Regions from separate parts of the Zea mays genome. Here all the other regions are linked to region 3. A link is a contact called in public Hi-C data. All regions are on one chromosome and are shown on one strand. Each heading gives the region's core, a stretch centred on a gene start, on an enhancer-like site or on the middle of the called end of the contact. The rest is flanking DNA. Distances are from core to core; before and after follow the strand shown. Region 1 holds the start of LOC100283667. Region 2 has its middle 16 kb from the start of LOC100283667. Region 3 overlaps LOC103647359 (mediator of RNA polymerase II transcription subunit 25).

Region 1 (2,700 bases), core at 139-2,638, 260 kb after region 3:
CATAAATCCCTACCAAACGGATCCAATTGAAAGGCTCCGGGTGCGGCGCGTAACATAGTAATTTTTGCTATACGCGGAGCGAAATAATGAACGACCCAGGGAAAAAAAAAGACGAGGTGAAACATTGAAAAAGAAAAGCATCTGCGTGCCTGCCGTGCCGAGAGATGCCGAAGGGGGCGCCGGGCGTGGTGATGCGCGACTGTGTCGTACACCCTCGGAAGTCGTGTGCGCGTGGGGGGCCCAAGACCCATCTGATCTGATCTGAGCTGAGGTGAGGGGCATGCAGATGGTCCCATGCATGCGTTGCGTGCCGCTGCATCTCCTAGACTATCGCTCTAGTGTTTATATATGGCGGTCCAATGTCCCCTCCTGCCCTAATGCCTCCAAGCCCTATCTCCTGCAAAATTACCGCTACACCTCCGGTGCCTGCAGGCTGCAGCCCCCTTTCCTTGTTGTGTTGTGTCAAACCGTACCACGTCCACGCGTATGTACTCGGCTCATATATATGGTTACAAGTGTCCTAAACAATTAAACAAACATACATATATACAGGTACAGCCTGCAAAATTTGAGAGATCAAGGAGTCTTGAGGTACGGTGTGTGGAGTGAGCATTGAGGAAACAGAGAGAGCCGTTTTAGCAAAGATCGTTTTCTATACCTTTAACTCTTCCAACAGTTTTTCTATATCTTGTCCGTAGTCTAGAGAGCTATCCTCGTTCTTCTTCGTATTTGACTAGCGAGAAAAAAATTCCAGAATAGAGAGGGTGTGTCTATATTTGCATATCTAATTGAAGAGGCTGTTAGATGGTTTTTTTACTCATTAAAATCTATAATGTTTAAATCAGTAAAGATATATAAAGAGTCTTGGAGATGCTCTTATATATTAATTAGGGCGTAGGGAGTACACAACTAAAAGAACAACTCGCAAGCGACAATATATGATTTTTTTATTCTATATTTAAACAATAAAAAATACATGTTGCTTTTGCTTAAACAATAATAAACAAAATCAAGCACTTATAATATTATAGACGAATTGCTTAAGCAAACAAATTATAATGCTCGTCCAAAAAATAAACATTGTTGCAACCTCTGTACACACATGCGATTGCTTGCGTGGAAGAGTTTGTTGTTTCATGGATATATACAAACAAGTACTTGATTCTAACTACATGCATGTATCACAATGTTGTAAGAAAAAAAAACCCCTAGCTAGATGTATATATGGTAGGGTATATATGTACTCAACGTACCTATGTCATTGCACGTGCAGGCACCCCCGCTGCCTCACTCCACTACACTACCAATCATTCACAATACAAGCACTCTCTCCCTGCTCGTCACTAGCTATATAAAGCAGAGCCTAGCTCTCTCTCTCCCTCCCCCCACCATCAGCAGACCACCACCAATCACACACACCGGCCGGCCAGCTCTCTAGCTCTTCCTCCAACACTTGTTGCTCCGCTCCCATCCCCTCAAGCCTCTCTTCACTGAATTTTCTGGTCGCCATGCACAGCTACTACAGAGCCATGCACCCGTACGCTCACCCGTACCAGCACCATGCCGCCGCCGTTGCCCCCACCACCAAGCACTACGGCCACTGCCATGATGCCGAGGAGGAGGACGACCATCAGTCCATGCTGCTCCTCTCCCTGTGGCCTCCCGGCCACCACCACCACAGCGTCGCCGCCGCTGCTTCCTCGGCGTGCTCGTCTCCTCCCACCATCTGCGCCACCACCAGCAGCACCAGCACCAGCACCACCTCCATGGCCGCCTCCTCCGCTTCTTCTTACCCTTTTTGCCTCACCCACCAAAGCCATTACAATGGCGGCGGATCTGCAGGGAGCAGCAGCCACAGTAGCTGCTTCCTGTTCCACCACGAGCACCAGCAGCAGGAGGAGCCCGATGTGAGCATATCGCTGTCCATAGCCCCGCCGCGCAGCAACAACGACGCAGCTTCCTGTGGTGGCCGTGGCTTCGCTGCCCCGTCGACCGTGACGACGCCGGAGGTGCCCACCAGCCAGTACTGGATCCCCTCCGCCTCCGAGATCCTGGTAGGCTCCACGCAGTTCTCCTGCGCCGTCTGCAACAAGACCTTCAACCGCTTCAACAACATGCAGGTAAACTGCATACGTACGTACGTTGCCCTAATTAATGCGATAACTAACACAACCAACCAACGACCACGCAGATGCACATGTGGGGCCACGGTTCGCAGTACCGCAAGGGCTCCGAGTCCCTGCTACGCGGCGCCATTATCACGGTGGGCACGGCGGCGGCGTCGTCGTCGTCGTCGCTGACGCGCCTGCCGTGCTACTGCTGCGCGGAGGGGTGCCGGAACAACATCGAGCACCCGCGGGCGCGGCCGCTCAAGGACTTCCGCACGCTGCAGACGCACTACCGGCGCAAGCACGGCGCCCGGCCCTACGCGTGCCGCCGCTGCGGCAAGCGCTTCGCCGTGCGCGGCGACTGGCGCACGCACGAGAAGAACTGCGGCAGGCTCTGGTTCTGCGCCTGCGGCTCCGACTTCAAGCACAAGCGGTCGCTCAAGGACCACGTCCGATCCTTCGGCGGCGGCCACGCGCCGCGCGTCGTCGAGTCCGTCGCCGTCGAGGACGAGGAGGAGGAGGAGGACGACGATGATGGCGACCTGCAGACTTTCGACGACGACAACGCCAACGGCGCCAGCGAAGAACCCAG
Region 2 (2,700 bases), core at 152-2,651, 240 kb after region 3:
TTCTGGCTCGTAACGGATGTCAATTACTCGTCGGTTTCCAGTTCTAATGGCACGACCGTATCTGTCCGTTGTCCTTCTCCCTCCTTCTAACTACCTATAAGAATGGAGATGGAGGACTCTTCCAGGTACACGCGATCTCTCACACACGTTGCAAACGACACGTCTGCGTCCCATATTCTGCGAGCACAGAGAGTGTGAGAGCAGGCCTCCGAAATTGCCATCCGTAAAGATATACTTGCACAGGTGTGCGGGCGATCAGATTTTTGGGGGCGTATATATTCACGACTGCTCGCGTGATCTGTTCGACCCAGCGCTGCTTCGTCAACATCCTGTTCTTCGTTGTCTGCCCCGAGCGATGTGTGTTGTTGTTCTTCTTTCGATGACCGTTCGAGGGACTGCACTGCGTACATCTTTCTGCATCGACTTTGTACGGCTATATCAAACATACACACAAGATGTCTTGTGTGAATGGAGCCACTGATACCTTGAGCATCGGTTCCTCTGCAGGGTACTTTCTGTTCTTCGTATTTGTGCATGTTTTATTGTTGTTTACTGCTTATGCGAGTAGTTATACACACATGCACATACATGTCATCACATATATCACATTATTTTTTCTGGATTAAATTAAAACTGAGAATACCTAGATTTCTGACTCATTTCAATCGAACCAATCTACTTTATTTATCTTTCTTTATCATTCCTTCCCTATGAGTAGATGTAACGTAGCTTTAGTTGTAGCTTTCCGCATATCCACCTCTATTCCTATTCGACTCTACGTCGTATAGATCCGTCTTGGGTGGCCTGTCGACCCCAAGATGACCCTGAGATCTTACCCATCACTAGAGGCAAGATCTACTTCATTCAAGATCTGATCCTCTGAGTGAAAATTAAATCGAATGCCCTAGGCGAGTCTACGTCGTCTTGGGACAACCTTGGGATCTTACGCATCCTATGGAGCAAGATCCACTTCACATAAGATCTCTTGCTCGACAAGATTTCTTAATTCCAAGGCGACTCTATGTCATCTGGAGACGCCCCAGGTGACTTGTCGATCCAGAGCACCCTAAGATCTCCCCCTGCGAGGAGGATTACACCTTACGTCATTGCCGACGTTCCGGCCGAACTGAGAGCGTGGACCGTCCGGAGCGAAGTAGGGAAGGAGCCGCCCCTGCTGCAAGATCCCTAACTGTCCGATACAGAGCCGCGGACTGTCCGCACAGCCACAGAGGGGACCGTTAGGCGGTATGGTGACGCTAACACTAAATATGCACGTCATTTTCAGGTACGTAAGGAATTTGTCGCCCTTGGATCTGGAAACAGTTGATGAAGCACGCACGCATGCAGCATGCTCCATAGTTTCCGACGACCGGATCGAAATGATGCAAGCTTGACGACATGAATGCATGCATGGCCCGCGCGCGCTCAGGTTTCATTTTGCAAGCACGCGTGCATGTCGATGGATGTAGCCGAGATCGATCCATACACACGCCGCATGCAGCTTGAGTCAATGATTAGTAAATGTGTACTCCTGTTTCCTAGTCCTGACCTGACGAGCCCGGCTTATTGGTATCCAGGACGAGACTAAAAATAAGGGTTCTGAGATCTGAATAATGAATGATGAATGCCTGCTACCTCTTGATGCATGCAGTACGTTATTAATCTCTCTCTCTCTCTCTCTCTCTCTCTCTGCATGTGTCATGCATGTGTGTGTGTTGGCATGCATCGATCATTGCGTATACGGTATACGTATCACATCCCTTTCACGGCGCCGAAGGCCTTGAATGTACGCAGCAATTGATGATCGTATTACTATAAAACTTCTCCTTAGAGCAAGTACAATAATGAGCTATAAACCTGTTTACATGACATTTTTGTTTTTTTAGAAAAGAGAGACATAAAAAAATAGAGAGAGTTAGCTCTTATGCAAGAGCGCTAGATGATACACGTGCTTCAAGACAGAAGGATGAAAGAGAAAGAGACAAAGGATTCATCTAAGAGCTAACATTAGAGTCAACTTTATTATATAAATATTTTATTATTAGCTATAGATGATATGATAAAAAGTTAGGGCCAACAATAGACTCTATAATTAAACTTATACGGATATAAACTAGGACCAGCCCGAGCCCTCTCAGTCCATGAACCGACGGGCCTGCTCAGTCCATGAAGCGGCCCAGTATGTAACAAGCAGCTTAATTATCATCTGGACACATCATCCATTCAACCTCCAATGCTTTGAAGTTTGAAGTGGGTTTGAATACGATTTTTGCACCCTTTTTAAATTTAGTTAACAAATTTATGGTAAACACTTGGTAAGGTTTCTAAATCACACATAAAATGTCTCTGCATGCGTTCAGATGACATTCCATAAAATGCATTACCATGTTTCAGAAACATTTCACGGAAAAGATATAATAATATGTAAACCAACATCAACACAGCATACATTATGCTGAATGCATTCATGCTAGCTAGTTGCCTAATATATATGTTCTCTATTGCAAAAGCTGTTCAAAGACGTGTTTAGATATCAACTAGAATATTTTGGGAACTTTCTAGACCGTTTAGAAAAAAAAAATTCTACAGTTAAATCATTTTTAAAGCATTTAGAGATAGCCCTGTGCGTGCCCTCTAGTCCTAGTTAGATCCCTTCACAAAGACCAAATAAACTCCCAATCGGACTACCAACCGATAAGA
Region 3 (2,700 bases), core at 58-2,557:
TCGTTGTGCATTGGGTCTCCCTCAGCGCGGCGCAGCGCTCTCCCACGGGAAAAAAAATAAGAAAAAAGAGAGCATACTAGCGCTCGAACCGTGGCCCTCTTCTATAGATATTCTAAATATTGTGTTACACAGAGGATAAATATTGTAAATATATATACATACTAATACATTTAAATTTAAAAAAATATAATCATGCCACGTCGGACCGGGCCGGCACTATAGACTGAGACGGTGGCTCAGGCACGACATGGTTCTCAGGTCGGGCCGCGGTACTGTTAAATGGGCCGTGCCTTGGGTCAGTCTGCTAGACACGACCTATTTGGCTATCTATAGTACAATACCTTCTTTCTCACTATCTCTGATCTCGTGAGCGTGGAAAAAAGCGAGAGAAAAAACTTCATCTCATCTCACCACACATCCGGTTTAGACCGTGTTTGAATAAATATCTTATTTAAATAAGATTTATCTTTATGATATATAAAAACCGTAGCAACGCACGGACAACTAACCAGTAATTTTGTTATTTTGCTGCGGTTCATCTACTGTCGTTTCATACACTTAGTTTTCTGTCAGTTACTTTATACAGTTCTAATATCCAATTGGTCCTGGTTTCAGTGTGCTGTGATACAGTTACCATCGCAAACTCTGTTGCTGTCGATGGCTGACAAAGCAGGTCGTTTGATTGGCATGCTCTTCCCTGGGGTAATCTTGATTGTAGTTAAATTAATTAATGTTCTGCATAATTATCTGCATTTACTAAATGACCTTTTCCCAGGACATGGTGGTGTTCAAACCGCAGGCCTCAACTCAGCAGACACCAATGCAGCAACAGCAGCTACAGCAATTTCAACAGCAGCAGCAGCAGCTGCAACAACACATGCATATGCAGCCGCAAGGCCTCCCACTTCAGCAATCACAGATGCAACTCCAGCAACAGCAGCCGCAGATGCAACCGATGCAGCAGCAGCAACCTTCGCAGATGCAGCAGCAGATGCAATCGATGCAGCAGCAGATGCAGCCAATGCAGCAGCAAATGCAGCATCAACAGCAACAGATGCAGCATCAACAGCAACAGATGCAGCAAATGCAGCAGCAGCAGCAGCAACAACAACAACAACAACAACAGATACAGCCTCAGCAGCAACAGATGCAGCAAATGCAGCAGCAGCAGCAGCAACAGATGCAGCCTCAACAGCAACAGATGCAGCAAATGCAGCAGCAGCAGCAACAGATGCAGCCTCAACAGCAACAGATGCAGCAAATGCAGCAGCAGCAGCAACAGATGCAGCCTCAACAGCAGCAGCAACCCCAGATGGTGGGTACAGGAATGGGGCAGCAGTTCATGCAGGGGCACAATCGGGCAGTGCAGATGATGCAAGGGAAGATTACGCCACAGGGGCCGGGCAGCATGCCTGGGGGAGGCTTCCTACCTTAAGCACCTTTTATCAGCAGGCATCAGATGAATTGAGGGTTTACACTGACCCAAGTGTTGAGATGTCAACTTCATTTGACAGGGTTAGGGAATAGTCACTCGGGGAGTGTTGCTAAAACTTAATCTGAAAACTTAAGCATCCCTGTCACCGATAGGTAAATGCCAGATGTCCATGCATAGGTGCATACTTTATGATATGGTGGTGTACTCGTAATCTTGAGTGACTTTATGGCATTGTTGTACTAGCCGTAAACTATTAGGTATAACAGAATTATTATTTAAACTACAGTAAAATAAGTGACCTGTGTTGTTTAGGGTTTAAATGGTACGTTAAATAGGTAGTTGAATCATTTAAGCAGTTTAAACTGTCTAAACGATTTACATTGAATCGAGCTAAACATGATTAAATAAGCTAAACAACCATTTAATTCATACTTTATTCAATATTAGCATGATTAAATAAGCTAAACAATCATTTAATTCGTCGTTTAGTCAATATTAGCAAAATTGTTTGTTGCAATAGGAATGTAAGTAAAATAGACTGATGCATAAATTTTAGTATTTGATGATTAACATAATCATTTGAACTAATATTGCTTGCTAGTATTTTAAGTAACATTATTTATTAGTATTTATAGATATAGTTTAAAGGATGCAAAGTGTATTTGAATGAAGATAAATTGGTGGTATAAATGATCAAAACCTCAAGCAAGACATTGAAAAACGTGTTGAAGACCTTTTATAAGAATATGTAGATGCATCCGAATTGAACACAAAGATCATAAAAAACTAAGAGAACACTTTGAGCATATATTGGACTATAACTAACCCTAGCTGGCACAGGAGGAAAAACATCGACAAGGGCATAAGACCATATGCTACACTGTTCATGCTTACAGGAGCGTTAGATCGATCCTGTTCAAGGGTTAGGGTCGTTGGGCCATTGAAGACAGAGACCGACGGTCACTAGAGAGGTTTCAGAGAGGGAAACCGAGCGCCAGACCCACTAATGTTGACACAGTAATGACAAGTTCCTTCTTCTGCGAATATGAGATAGACCGACAGCCGGTACGTGACTAAGGGACTGTGGGAACAGCGAAAGACCGGATTCTAAGATATAGGCCAATCAAAAGGAAGATGGTGAAAGACCACCACAAAGAGACCCTCGCTCACGCCTTAGTTGCGCAACCAGTGCCGTCTCAGATTTCATCAGTGCCTTCTCTACCTCAGTCGACTGAGTGGCTCTTAGACTCAGGAGCTTCTCATCA

Evidence for each region. A called contact is a pair of places that touch in the nucleus more often than the background predicts.
Region 1: a contact with region 3 is called in a Hi-C map of ear, with 2.3 times the contacts expected there. The contact joins the promoter of LOC100283667 here to the enhancer-like site in region 3. A contact is called at or near these places in 2 of 25 Hi-C or Micro-C datasets (ear and leaf).
Region 2: a contact with region 3 is called in a Hi-C map of tassel, with 3 times the contacts expected there. The contact joins two enhancer-like sites. A contact is called at or near these places in 3 of 25 Hi-C or Micro-C datasets (ear, leaf and tassel).

The regions. Positions count from the first base shown.
Region 1 is chr2:178,334,464-178,337,163 of Zm-B73-REFERENCE-NAM-5.0, reverse strand. It overlaps LOC100283667, which reads left to right and starts at 1,388. Exons shown (of 2, transcript NM_001369890.1): 1 at 1,388-2,120; 2 at 2,192-2,700. The coding sequence starts at 1,509.
Region 2 is chr2:178,350,667-178,353,366 of Zm-B73-REFERENCE-NAM-5.0, reverse strand. No RefSeq gene overlaps it. Among protein-coding and RNA genes, the nearest start is that of LOC100283667, 16 kb to the right of the region's middle. Within about 2 kb of position 1,401, at least 4 of the 20 cell types and tissues checked have an H3K27ac peak or open chromatin away from gene starts, as enhancers often do. A contact at or near this core is called in tassel, where this site is marked.
Region 3 is chr2:178,589,453-178,592,152 of Zm-B73-REFERENCE-NAM-5.0, reverse strand. It overlaps LOC103647359 (mediator of RNA polymerase II transcription subunit 25), which reads left to right. Exons shown (of 15, transcript XM_008671901.3): 14 at 616-702; 15 at 776-1,755. The coding sequence ends at 1,435. Among protein-coding and RNA genes, the nearest start is that of LOC103647359, 13 kb to the left of the region's middle. Within about 2 kb of position 1,307, at least 3 of the 20 cell types and tissues checked have an H3K27ac peak or open chromatin away from gene starts, as enhancers often do. A contact at or near this core is called in ear and tassel, where this site is marked.